4 separate regions of the Mus musculus genome follow, and all the other regions are linked to region 4. The links are chromatin contacts, called in public Hi-C, HiChIP or PLAC-seq and Micro-C maps. All regions are on one chromosome and are shown on one strand. The core of a region is the stretch at or near the end of the contact, and the rest is flanking DNA. Distances in the headings are between cores, read along the strand shown. Region 1 overlaps Immp2l (IMP2 inner mitochondrial membrane peptidase-like (S. cerevisiae)). Region 2 holds the start of Lsmem1 (leucine-rich single-pass membrane protein 1). Region 3 overlaps Immp2l (IMP2 inner mitochondrial membrane peptidase-like (S. cerevisiae)). Region 4 overlaps Dock4 (dedicator of cytokinesis 4).

Region 1 (3,103 bases), core at 484-2,983, 940 kb after region 4:
AGTGATGCTGGCCTCAGACTCACTCTGCTCTAAGAAACGACTGCCGACATTATCAGTGACAAATCTTTTTACGATTTGGGTGTTCATATTTCTTGAGGTTAAATGATTAGGTTGGAGGGTTATATATTTTTAATATCAGGACTATATTACTAGCCAGAGAAGCTGTGATCACAAATCACTTCGTCATGATATTAGTTAGTAGAAAGCTTACCCAGGACGAGGCACATCTGTTCAGGCCACTATAATAGAATACTAATACCTCGGTGGTCTATAAACAATGAAAGGTATTCCTCACAGTTACTGCGGCAAGGATGTCTTACATTAAGCTGCCAGCAGACAGAGGATGCTGATTGATGTTCATAGATAGCACTGTACCATCACATGGTGGAAAATGGGTAAAGCAGGTCCCTAAGGGCTCTGGTACAGAAATCATGCCCCTCACATGATAATAGAGCCCTGTCCCCATAACCCAGCCTTTTCGTCTCATCAGTGTGTCAAGGGCTAACATTATTATACTAGTGATAATATTTTAACATATGAATGTTAGAGAGAAAGCATTTTTCAGAACATAGAAGCATGAAGGGACTCATGAAATGAGACAGCAGTTTGGAATGAAGTATTTGACCACTGTGTTGAGCTCTAGTGTTTCTATAGAGACAGGGCCTGCTAAGAAGAAATTACCATGAAATTAAAGGAAACATTCAACAACAGCAACAAGAGCCACATAGAAAGAGGGACCAGAAGGTGGTCTATTTCCCAGACAAAGTAAGGAAATAGAAAAAATGGTACCCCTGGTCCCATGGCCTCTCTTTCTGGGACACTTGTTTTAATTGTCTAAGTACAGGGCTCTTAGGTGTCTTCAGTCAGCATGTAATAGAACTCTGTAACTTAACAGCAAACGTCCTGCTCTGAGGACTAAGTTAAGGACTTAACTCATAGTGTGCCCCCACCTGTTTAGCACAACCTACCTTTCCTGGTCTCCTCTTTCCACTCTGGTATAAGAGTCACCATACTTCTTTAGTTTCTCTTCTATCCCATAGTCTTCTGCAATATTTTTTAATTGCTGCTGCCTGGAATATTTTCTTTTTATGTCTTTGCCAGGCCAATTTTCGGTGTTAATCTTGTAAAGTTTCCCTGTCTTCTCCTTTATTTAGCGTGTTACACACACCTACAAACAAATATTTGTTTCTGATAAATCATATTTATCTCCTAATTTGTTACATTTCTTGAAAGCAGACTCTAAGCCGTATTGATCTTTGCATTTCTTTCTTGCTCAATGAAACTGGCAACTAAGAGATGCCTAAAAAAAGTGTTTCCCAATGTGAATACTTAATGAATACAGCACCTACCAAGTAAGTATTGAGAATCCAAGGGCTTCTCTTTCCACAGCTTGTCTCCATAGTGAGAATGATCTTTCAAAAATATCCGTCTAAGGCTGGCAAGATGTCTCCACAGGCAACAGTGCTTGCTGTGACCACCCGAGTTTGATCCCTGGAGATCTGGTGGCAGGACAGAACTGACTTCTGATAGTTCTTCTCTCACCTGCCCAAGCTTGCCATTGCACCTGCTCTCTCTGGCTTTGCTAGTGAACTCCTCCTGTTCTCTTACTCTGAGCAGCTCTTTTCACCGTCTTCTCCTCCTGTCCGCTGCCTGTCCCCTGCCCTGCCCGAGCTATCTTCCTTGACCAGGACCACATACGAAAGCTCAGCCTGGAATATTCTTTCCTTGCCAGTGAGTCGCTCGCTGCTCCTTCTTTCAGCTTCAGGTCTCAGCCTAGACACCTCGTTCTCCCCGAGCCCCTCTTCAAAGCTCATGTCCCTTCTGTCACCTCCGGTAGCTTTCGACTTTTTACAGCGCGCTTCTTGCAGTGTATAATTGGCATTTTCCGTCCTTGTTTTTGCTTCCTCTTCATTCATGTTGATTCTATTAAGCAAGAAGATGGTGTATGTGGTGTTCTAAGATGCAGTAGCCACACTGTGTCAGAGGCATCATGCCCAGTACTCAAGACTGATGGGAGGCAGGCCTAGGGTGGTACTTCCCTAAGGCACTTTACTCTTCCGCCATTTCCTCTATTCTTAGCTCTAATCCTCATTCTTATCTTGTAAATACAATAGTGTGCTGAGGGCCTGACTGGCTCTCTCCTTAACAGTGTTATCATCACTTGGAATCACAACCGTTTCATGTAAATTTCTAACTCTGATGAAAAATACATGGGAGTCTTTGTTTTGTTTTATATTTCCTTTCCAGCAAAGCTGAAACTAATCTTCTCCGTCCTTATCTCTTTCTGCATTTCTTTAAGACACTTGGCAGGAGAGCAGTTGTTCTCCTGTAAGGTTAGGAATAAAAGCAATACTATTAAAATGTCCTGCTAGCACTGCCCCCCCCCCACCCCCCTTTGTCTTCTTGCTGTAACTACTTGTAAATGCTGGGTTTAGAACTATCAGTACAAAACCGTCCTGACTACCTTGAGTAATCCAATAATAGCTATGCATTTTATCTAAGATTTTTTAAAAACCTGATTCCATCGAGCTAATTTAGTTTCTCTAAGCTCTGGTTTTAAATCTAATTAAGACATCTTAAATGGCTCAATTTCCATTTGGGTAGCTGGCTTTGCCTATAATTTTCAGGTTTCAAGCCTTCTCTAATGAATTTCTTCCATTGCTTTTCTGCAATTAAGCTTTCCTCCCATTAAGTTCCATCAGGCATAGTCATAAGGCAGATTGTGAACCAGTCAGTCTCATTAATTAAGAACAAAAGAAGATTTCTGAGAAGATGCCTTTGTACACAATGCATTTTAGGGGACAGGCCTAACTTTTGGCCTAACCAAACACAGATAATTTGGAGACAGATTTCTACGCTTTTTCACTTGTTTTGTGTTTTCTCGGACTCCCATGGTCACGTCTCCTCAGGTCCTCAAGAGGTTAAAAGCATAGTCCATTGCCACATACAGAGGTAGAGCCTCAGGCTTCAAGTAGATGGCTTTGGCTTGCCCTTTGGCAAAGAGTAGAGCAGCGATTGCCAGCCCAGGGCCTTCCAGTTGAATGTATCACTTTCACTGTGCAATCTGCCCTTGTCATCCTGTGGCCTTCAGACCTGAACTCCA
Region 2 (2,992 bases), core at 151-2,650, 640 kb before region 4:
GAGAGAGAGAGAGAGAGAGAGAGAGAGAGAGAGAGAGAGAGAGAGAGAGAGCAGAAGAAGAAGAAGGAGGAGGAGGAGGAGGAGGAGGAGGAGGAGGAGGAGGAGAAGAAGAGGAGGAGGAGGAGGAGGAGGAGGAGGAGGAGGAGGAGAGGAAGACTAGCTACAAAAGTCACTGCTAAAAGGTCCTACTTTTAAAGTAATAGTCCAGTTACTAAACTTTGCTTGCCACAGACTAAGAAGGCGATGCCAAGATAGCTAAGCTACGGAGACATGGCACTAAGCCTGGTAGCCAGAACTCAATCTCCTTCACCTTTGTTCGATGGGAACCAACTCCTGCAACTTGTCCTCTGACCTCCAAGTAAGTGTTGTGGCATAAACATGCCCCGCCCACACACATAATTTAGAATAAAATCTGTCATAAAATTTGTTCAAGATTTTTTTTCTAAATCTAAAATAGACCAAGTAAATAATGGAGTCCTCTAGAAGGAGACATCTTTACAGCGAGCTCACAATGTTGGTAGATGTTTTTTCAATAAGCCTTTTCAGTGTTGCGACATGTTAAAATGAAAGACAAGCTAGTAGAGGAAAAAAAGGCAGTGTGATTCATGGGCTCCAAGGGCCTGCAGGTGGCTTCTGAGGGACTCTGCCAGTAAACGGATACAAGGACACACCTTGAAAACCAGAACCCACAGCTGTCAACACCAGCCCTTGCTATCTTTGGAAGCTGAAATGAGGGCATTCAGAAACAACCACCGAGGCCGCTGCAGAGTGTCACTACCTATTCCGTGTCGCACTAACTTGGCCTTCCTGCCGAGCTCCACTGGGCAGATTCTTTTCTGATCCTGGAACTCAGACACGTAAGTAGTTTCATTTTCCCGTGTTCTTGATCACTGCTAACAGCTGAGCCTTTCATCATCTAATAATTGCTTGATTCTCTACCAGTAGGACACTTCAACAAATAAAAATTGTCTCTGAAAAAAAAAAACTCATTGTACATTCTCCCTGCAGGTATTGGTATCAAAGCAGAAAACCATATTGTATGCTACGAACTCAGAATTGTTTACCAATGAAGGCTGAACTCAAAGCTTAATACGATGCTTCCTTGAGTGAGCCACGGCCACGTATGAACGGCATTCCTGAGTTCATGCCTCCAAGTCAGGAGGTAATTTTAAAAATCAAGTCTACATCTTTTCTATGAGCAGTCGAAAAGCACAGAATACATGCAATCAAAACCCCAAGGACTCAAAAATCATCATTCGGTCTCAGTAAGAAATAGCATGCAAATTACTTACAAAGACGTGAGCCTCCAATGCTCGGTTTCCTAGAAAAGACAACTACTCAGGAACAACTACAGCCAAACTTTCTACCAGTTCTGTAGTTCGCTCTTAATCTTCCTGCTGCTCACAAGTGCTCCCCTGAGGCCCGTAAACCCAGCACATAATTGGTGGTCTATATTTAGTGTAAATGTAGCCAAGCGATAACAAGATTCCCTGCAGTGGCTTCCGCTCTCATGTCCGAGTTTAAGATACGAATTGGTGAAGCTTTGCTTTAAAACAACAGACCGGCAAGCCTGGATTCAGTTGGTAACTGATGTGGTTCATATGAAGCTCAAGTTGAAAGTCCTTACTCAGTGGAAGTGGCTGTATCGTCTGACAGCACATTTCCTAGCTAGCGCTTCTGCTGTGCTGTGCTCCTGTGTATAAATACCCTGCAGCAGGCAGGAGCTGCCACTGGGACATCTGGTGTGCAGAGACCTCAGTAAACAGGGAGGATAGCTGTGATAACACAACTAGCGGAGTGGCTGATGTGTTAGATTTCCATCCCTGTATCCAAAATAAGTCAGCTTTATACTAGCCCCCCCCCCCGCCCCCCGTTTCAGACCTCTGATCTAGGCTTGCAGAAATAGAAAACATGGTAACAGGTACAGCTGAAAGAAGAGGCTTGAGAGGAAAGGGCCAAAGACTTGTCTTCAACCAAGCCTCACACCTAAAGATCCACCATTCTCCAGCGGTTCCAGGCTGGTGACCATGCAAGCCTTCTACACTTTTCTTTAAGGAGACTTCAGAGATCTAAACTATAGCAGCAGGTCCGGGGACTCCTGGGCTTTCAATTAGCTTTACAAAAAGTGTCTGTGGGTGCAAAGATTGCACACTTCAGCATTCCATCCAAAATGGGCTTCAGAAGCGCACCTGCCTTTTGGAAATAGCAGCCTTGTTTCCTTTCCACAAGTGGCAGGCAGTTTCTGCCCTCTGGTGTACACAATAGGTACTACAGTGAGAGCTGGGGCCTGCAAGCTCCGGGTGCCAGATCACACACAGTTTGGATGAAAACAGACTTGCAGTTGTTTAAGATCTGCCTTCGCTCACAAGTGCCCGCTCATTCTATAGCTCTGTGTGTTCCAGCTTCTCTTACACGGTTCTTTAGGGACATTATTATACTGTCAGAGAACAGGAATCTCACATTTTTTGGTCTTCCCATAGCTTGAGAACCAAGAAGACCATGCACTTGATACCTTTATCATTAAGTGCTGTCACCTGTATTAAAACTAAGCTCAGAAAAAATGAAGATGTTCCCATCATCTAGTCATGCAGGTCAAAAACCAAAACTCTTCTAACTACCCAATCTGTCCCAAATCCCCTATCATCTCAGAAGTACTTGCTTCAGTTTTGATGGCTGTTTTCCCCTTCTTCTAACATTATAACCTCAAGTACTAGTCCTCCAGAGATGGGAAACAGCCTCCACTGCCAGGGAGGGTAAAGTGGCAGCGATGAGACAACCCCATGCATGTGTCCATCCATCAAACCTGTCTGAAGGCACCTGGCTTTACTTTGACTCGTAGACAACGACTTGACCAGAATATGACGGCTCTCTTAATACTGAAATGCTGCTTTTTGAATCAGTAGAAAACATGTCTAGGGCCTTACATTTCTTTCAAATGCCCCTCATGGTATCCAGTCAATTCCCAGCCATCATAGAGTTGAGTCTATTGTTT
Region 3 (3,371 bases), core at 802-3,301, 890 kb after region 4:
CTTTACAACAAAATGTTGCAGACCACAGGCAGTCATGGCACTGGAACAGCAGCTAAGAGCCTAACACCCTGATCCATAGGTAACAAGCAGGGGCATAGGTTTGTTGGAGGGAGACTGCATGGGTTTTTGAAGTCACAAAGCCCATTCCTAGAGGCTTTCTTCCTCCAATGTGGCCACACGTACTTCAGCAAGAGTATACTTCCTAATCTTTCCCTGACAGTTTATCAACTAGGGACTAAACATGGAAATATTGGAACTTATGGAATCCAATCTCAGTCCAACCACCACAGATGGGTACTCTGTCCTCTAAGGCTTTCTAGTTCTGGAGTCCAAGGTGACAACTGGATGGAGAACAATGGCTATAGACCTTTAGGTATCTTTTAGGGTTCTAGAACTGGACATTAGGAAAAGCAGATGGTAAGATTCCTTGGTTACTCTTTGTTTCAAGGGGACCTGGAAGGGGTTAGAAGAAAAAAGGGGGAAATGATGCAATCATAATTCCTTTGAAAGTTAAATATTATTTCTGATGTGTTAATTAATATCAAATAATATTAATCTATATGTTTTCAGAAGGTAAACCAAACAGCAGACCAGGCCAAGGTGGTTCCAAGTAAGAGAGGTTTATTGTGCAGAAGTAGAGGGGCAGCAAAGCAGGTAGAAGGGCAGAGAAGAGAAAAAGAGAAAGAGGGGAGAGAGAAGGAAGAGAGAGAGGAGGGGGTGATCTCCTAATTTATACAGAAAATGACATCACACTAGTGAGGGTGGGAACTGAGCCAAGAGTATTGTGGGATTGAGAGTCATTGGCCTGGCCATGCAGGTCAAGGGTCACATAGTTAGGCCAGGGCTTGGAGTGTCCTGGTACTAACTATTTCACCGTTAATATTTCAATATTATTATTCCCCCTTGCCATTCCCTCTTTCCAACCATTTCCGTGTACCCAGCCCCCTACTTCTCTCTTAAATTAATAGCTTCTTTTTCTATAATTGTAAATCTCTATCATTCCCTCCCTCCCCCACCCGTGTATGTGTGTGTGTGTGTGTGTGTGTGTGTGTGTGTCCTGTTGAATATCTGTATACTGATACTTGTGTATATACAATTTTATGGATGACTACTTGGTATTGTATAACTAATTGGAGGGCTTTTATTGGGGGTTAGGAGTGGGGTGGGGGTGTGGGGCAGGGTAAGCATTCTATAGCTACCTATAGTTCTTTGTCTAGGGTGGAGGCCTCATGAACTTTCCTTCTTCCACATTAGCAGGTCTATTGGTGTTGTCTTTGCTCTGTCAGGTTTAGGTAGCCATGTTGGTGAGACTTCATGGGCTTAGCTTCTGCCTTGGTTACTATTATCTTGTGCCTTCAGCCTTGAAGGGGCTTGGGATAGGTTAAGTGCCTTGAGTTTTCAGAAAGATACCTCCTTGGATAATTAACATGTCTAGATACAGGGCTAAGCAGAAGACATACATAATAAAGAGGACACATACAAAATGAAGGTAGAGATGCCAGCTTTATCCTGTGTCAGTTGCCTTGTTGGTCCTGAGTAGTAATCCGGTGTTTTAGCAAAAGCAGTTTCCAAGTGCCTGCTAGAGTGCCAAAGGAGACCTTAGGCTTTACTATGTGTAAAGGAGCCTACTCTCCCACAAAAACTTGGGGCTTTAAGAGCTGCTGGGGCTTTTGTTGTTGTTGTTGTTGTTGTTTTTAATCACCAATAACTAACTATGTGTCTGAGTGTCTGCAGTTTCATGAAAAGCTGATCTTATGGAGTAATTTAAAAAGCCTGTTAAGAATTATTGAGTGTGAATGAGTCCCTGTTCACCCTTATGAATTGCGGAGCTTTCAGAGCTCTGGAAGTTAGCCTTGCTCTTGGTATAATATATCTCAAGTCAAAGCCAAGCATAAGGTTGAAAACACAAGACCTCACTTCTCTCTAAAGCTTATGTGGGCCCTGTTTCATGCCATGCCATCTCTCTTTGGAGAAAGCAACTGGAAATCTCATGGCGTGACCCACCCAAAGCCCAGCACTAAGGTCTGTGGTTTCACCGGGAGCATTGCCAGCAAAGATTAATGTATTCTGTTTTAAGACCAAGTGTGCCTTCCAGATTCCGCTCTCTACTTGCAACCTATGCACATTCAAATTGAGTTCAATTTAAATGACAAAGGGTGATTTGCACTGTTTAACAAATGGGCAATTGGTATTAATCATCAGGCTTTTGGCAGTTTTGCAGCAAGAGGAGGGTTGTTAAGTTCCTCCAGGAGCAGCCTGTAAAAGCAGTATATTTGTAGACTTGGCTTGGGCTAGTCTTTGTTGAATAATTAATTAGAAGTCTTTACCGAAATTCCCTTTTGTCTCCAGAGTCAGTAATAAAACGGCCATCATATAATGACACATTCTAAGATCTATGTTTGGATTGATGCAGTGTAAGTGCCAGATAGTTAGTTTGTATCTTTGCCATATTCTCTTGTGTGTCATACTTGTGCATGTGTCCCTCACTGAGATCAACCTTAGAGTAAGACCTGTGACTTTCCTGAAGCTGCAGTGAGCTTTTCTTCACATCTTCTTTTCTCCTTCTCATGTGTCTCAGAAGATAAAGAGTCACATATTTGCTTCAGGTGTTGTCAGAGTTTTGTTCATGTCATCCACATTGGTGAGTGATCTCTTCTGTGTGTTTCTTACTCCACCTCCTGGCACATGTGATGTGGTTGATCACATCCTTTTTAAAATAATTTGAAGACTTTCATTTCTTGGTTTCCTGGAACCCAGAAAACCTAGCTATTTCTCCTAGGCTTGATCTACATTTCCATTGTCCGCTGCCAAGCCTCTCAATGCTGTCATGCCCCCAGCTATGTCCTGACCTTTCACTGAAAGCCCTCATTGAGAAAATTGGCCCCATGTCTTTAAATGCTATTTTTGTGCATTAGTGTTCAGATTTGCAGCTTTAAAACTTATCATAGTTGGAAGTTTATTATGCTCCTCATAATTACTACACTGTCTCTATTCCTTCAGACAGCTTTTGTCTTGTCTGAAATTACCACATTTCAGTAAATGGCATGGCTAGTCACCCAATTATTAAGATAGAATTCAGTAGGTCTCTTAATGTCTCACTACTTCCAAATTTAGCCCACCACAAAGGCAAGATAGAACCTCTACCATGAACACTCTAAACTCTTCTGTCTTCCTCCTTTAGAGTCACATCCCAAATATAACTGTATAGGAATCTTCTTTACTGCCTACAATCTCCCCTACTATCTACCCAAGTCTAGCAGCTCCAATTTCCTGCAAGAAATAGTTCTGTGGTTTCCTGTTATTATTAGACTTCAAAGCACCCTCAAAGTTTTCTCTGATTCACCTGATCTTGGTCTTCCGTTTTCAGAATC
Region 4 (3,301 bases), core at 313-2,812:
GGGCTGTGTCCTGGAGATGTCATACGAGCTAGGGAATGTGGTTCCGCCGGTCACTCAAACCTCGCTTTCAAAAACCTGAGTGAGCATGGGCCACAGGCCCAGTCCAGGGGCAACGTATGTGCATTGGAGGGTGGGTACGAAGTTGAAGATTCGTGTTGTATCCCTGAGTTTTTTTCACAGTTTATTTGGGACTAATTTTAAGAGCAGAGAAAACTCCTTGTTTCTGCTCCAGCTAATTTCTCTGTTTTTCTACACCATCCTGGCAGAAGTCTGTAGCTGCATCTGGAATTGGATGAGAGCGAGTGGGATTTGGCTTGATTGGTTTATCTTTGCTGATTGTGTGATCTTCCCGAAAGGCCCAGGATACCTCCTCTGCGCAGCACTGATGTCTTGCAGAAATGATTTCTGAGTGCGTTTGCCTGAACCAGCTAACCAATTTTATTTCCCGTTGTCACTGGCATTGCAAGGGGATTTCAGTTTGTTTCATCTGCTCTAAGAGATCATGTGCCAGCATGGGAAACTCTGAAAGGCTTCCTTGATTAGTCCTGAGTTATCTGTCTTGGGTAAAATTTGAATCAGTATATATGTTACCAAAATTATAATAATGTATAATGCTGTAGGTTTCCACTTTTTCTTTTCATGAGTTAGGTAGAGCTATGTAATATTGGTAATTTTGTAGGTTAAAATTATAGAATATTCATTAGCTCATTTTTGTCTATTATAGTATTTGAACTATAAGTTTGTCTATATAGTAGGTTTTTAAATTAATATTTCTCCTTTCATTCTTATTCATGTCATACTGCCAGTCTAGCAGTATACACTTGTAAAGAACATCATACCTAGCGAATTCTTACTATTAATTTTCCCTATGTTTATTATGAGTAATTATTTACCATTTATATTTAATGTAAAACACCATTTCTTATTATGTTTCTTTCAGAAAACCTAAGACTCTGTTTCCCCTTTTCTCCTTAAATAGAGTTTAATTATTTGTTCCTAGGCTCATTATACCATATAGAAAATGTTTTGAGCAAAGAGTTTCATAAGGAGATAACCATCTCATTTTCTAAAAGGCATCCTACCTCAGCATATTATATCATAAAAATGGACTCTTCTCCCTTTCCAGAGGATGCTGTTTAATCATATTGGAGATGGGGCCTTGCCTCGAAGTGACCCCAACCTTTCTGCACCTGAGAAAGGTGGGTACCAGTCATCCACCCCTTGTAGGTCCTAGAATGTGTCAGGGTTTGTTGTGTCCTCATTTCCCCCAGTCTTCTGTGTGCCGTGTGGCAGGTAGAGCTCTAGACTGTTAATGATCAGGGTGAGTGTGATCTTTAGGCAATTAGTGAAAGGCAGTTTATCATGATCCATTCTCCATAAACTCCTAAGCTCTGAGCAAATTAGAAGCTCCTTTGTGTAATGGCTTTCTGTTGTTCAGCGAGCCCAGGCCAAGCCTGCTCTCCCTGAAGCAAAGTTGCCAATTAAGCCACTAGTTCACACAATGAAAGTAGCTACTCCTCAGATTGATTCCACAGACCCCATCCATTGTCTCCTTCACAAAGCTCATATTCAGCCAGCTCAACTGTTGTTGGTGGTCACTCACACAGGCTCTTGTACCATTAAATGCCATGCAAGCATTGCGATCAGACGCATAATGGAGTGGGGCCCGCCTCAAGGTCAAGCACACACAAATAAGATGCACACACCAAATGCATGCATAGAGCTAAGAAGCCAATTAGCAACACACAGACCAGGAAGAGCAGATTAAATGTCGCTTCCTCCACTGTGGGTGCAGGGACTTGCAAAGTCACCCGTTTGCCTCTCAGGGTCAGGCCTCAAAAATAGCAGTCTCGCAGGCTAATGAATCAAGACTCACTAATGAAATGTCCCAGTAAAGTGCACTTTAATTGCCCCCATTAAGAACTAGGCTGTATTACCATTTTGGTACACTGATAGATTAACATTAAAACTTCCCAAAGGGAGATGAAAATTAGTGAGGGCCTAGCCAAAATTATTTTAAAGCATGGAATTAGCTTTAATGTTGTAAGTCAAGCATTGATCTTCACCAGGAGAAACTAGGGATGTGCTGTTATTTTTACCAACTTTACTAAAGAAAACTACCCAGCAAATATAAAAGAAATAGAGAAAAAAAAATAATGTTTAAAATATTTCCACCCCATTAAATCAAAGCAGTAACTTGGAGGAATAAAACGTGGCAATTCTCACTGCGTCCGTCAGATGGCAGTATCTGCACGGGAAGCAAGCGGGAACGCTGGTTTTACTATTAGAAACTTCATTGTGGAGTGTTTCATAACCTTGTGTGTCCTGCCCTGCTTCCTAGCAGAGCTGTCTATATTCCTACACCGTGATGCCTGGAGCAGATGGATTGCAAAGTAACAATGACGTTATCAGCAGTCCAAGTGGTTTTCTCAGGACTTACTTAGTGTAATCTGTCCATTTGGAACTCATCCTTTCCTGACAGGACTGGTCAGTGTGGCACCCTCAACCCTGTCCTTGGTACTTCTGCCACACAGTTGAAATAAGAGAGTGCCCTTTGCCTCATCACCTCCTTTAGATGGCCATTTGTTCAGACATTTCTACAAATAGGCTGATGACTATATTTTCCATCTATTTCTCAGCATCTAAACACATTTGGAATTCTCAGCAGGTTGCTACTCCCTGGCATAGAGATTTGCAGTTCTGTTTGACAGCTTGAGGGAAATAAAGAGACCTGCTGTTACTCAATTAAATGTCAGCTCTGTTAGGTAACCAATTAGAGAGAGGTTTAATATTGGGGAAGTGTCCTGCTTGGTTACTGCTTAAGGTTTTGTGGTCTTTTTGACTACGTTCTGGATAATTCTGCCAGACTCCTAAGATCTCAAGCATTTGAAAGGCAAAGCTGGCTCTTGTGTGTTTAGCTGTGTTATTCCCTTCCAGCTGTGAATCCCACCCCTAGCAGCTGGAGCCTGGACAGTGGGAAAGAAGCCAAGAACATGTCGGACAGTGGGAAACTTATCTCTCCCCCTGTCCCTCCAAGGCCCACACAGACTGGTGGGTATTTGAAGCATTTGAATAATCACTTTCATATAATAAGTATATTGAGCATTTCAGTTTGCTAGCAACATCATTTGCCTCTAGTTGGCTCCTCCTTTCCCTGTTCTTCTGCCATACAGTCAGACAACAGTCCCTTCTAATAAGCCCCTCGGAAGAATTTGAGCATGCCATCTTCTTCCTGGCTCCATGTTCAACCCTTGTTGCTTGATGGGCCACTGGCCTCTGCCCTTCGCTTGCACTGATCTCT

What was found. A called contact is a pair of places that touch in the nucleus more often than the background predicts. HiChIP or PLAC-seq counts read pairs in DNA pulled down with a chosen protein or histone mark.
Region 1: a Hi-C map of the N1E-115 cell line shows a contact between it and region 4, with 5 times the contacts expected there. The contact joins two enhancer-like sites. A contact is called at or near these places in 3 of 484 Hi-C or Micro-C datasets (the HPC-7 cell line, the N1E-115 cell line and palatal mesenchyme).
Region 2: an H3K27ac HiChIP or PLAC-seq map of embryonic stem cells shows a contact between it and region 4, with 5 times the contacts expected there. The contact joins the promoter of Lsmem1 here to the enhancer-like site in region 4. A contact is called at or near these places in 11 of 39 promoter capture datasets (the HPC-7 cell line, cranial neural crest, embryonic stem cells and 5 more), 2 of 15 datasets of contacts at CTCF or cohesin (the NIH/3T3 cell line and large pre-B cells), 2 of 484 Hi-C or Micro-C datasets (bone marrow-derived macrophages and nephron progenitors), 2 of 115 datasets of contacts at active chromatin or transcription factors (embryonic basal ganglia and embryonic stem cells) and 4 of 9 other capture datasets (adipose tissue, embryonic stem cells, liver and 1 more).
Region 3: a Micro-C map of embryonic stem cells shows a contact between it and region 4, with 4 times the contacts expected there. The contact joins two enhancer-like sites. A contact is called at or near these places in 1 of 484 Hi-C or Micro-C datasets (embryonic stem cells) and 9 of 115 datasets of contacts at active chromatin or transcription factors (astrocytes and embryonic stem cells).

Annotation. Positions count from the first base shown.
Region 1 is chr12:41,772,043-41,775,145 of GRCm38.p6, forward strand. All of the region lies in intron 6 of Immp2l (IMP2 inner mitochondrial membrane peptidase-like (S. cerevisiae)), which reads left to right. Among named protein-coding and RNA genes, the nearest start is that of Gm40412, 170 kb to the left of the region's middle. Within about 2 kb of position 1,734, at least 2 of the 459 cell types and tissues checked have an H3K27ac peak or open chromatin away from gene starts, as enhancers often do. A contact at or near this core is called in the N1E-115 cell line, where this site is marked.
Region 2 is chr12:40,197,915-40,200,906 of GRCm38.p6, forward strand. Lsmem1 (leucine-rich single-pass membrane protein 1) reads right to left here and starts at 1,401. Exons shown (of 4, transcript NM_001033437.2): 1 at 1,293-1,401.
Region 3 is chr12:41,725,315-41,728,685 of GRCm38.p6, forward strand. All of the region lies in intron 6 of Immp2l (IMP2 inner mitochondrial membrane peptidase-like (S. cerevisiae)), which reads left to right. Among named protein-coding and RNA genes, the nearest start is that of Gm40412, 120 kb to the left of the region's middle. Within about 2 kb of position 2,052, at least 29 of the 459 cell types and tissues checked have an H3K27ac peak or open chromatin away from gene starts, as enhancers often do. A contact at or near this core is called in embryonic stem cells, where this site is marked.
Region 4 is chr12:40,835,504-40,838,804 of GRCm38.p6, forward strand. It overlaps Dock4 (dedicator of cytokinesis 4), which reads left to right. Exons shown (of 53, transcript NM_172803.2): 50 at 1,127-1,199; 51 at 2,938-3,051. Among named protein-coding and RNA genes, the nearest start is that of Immp2l, 190 kb to the right of the region's middle. Within about 2 kb of position 1,563, at least 38 of the 459 cell types and tissues checked have an H3K27ac peak or open chromatin away from gene starts, as enhancers often do. A contact at or near this core is called in the N1E-115 cell line and embryonic stem cells, where this site is marked.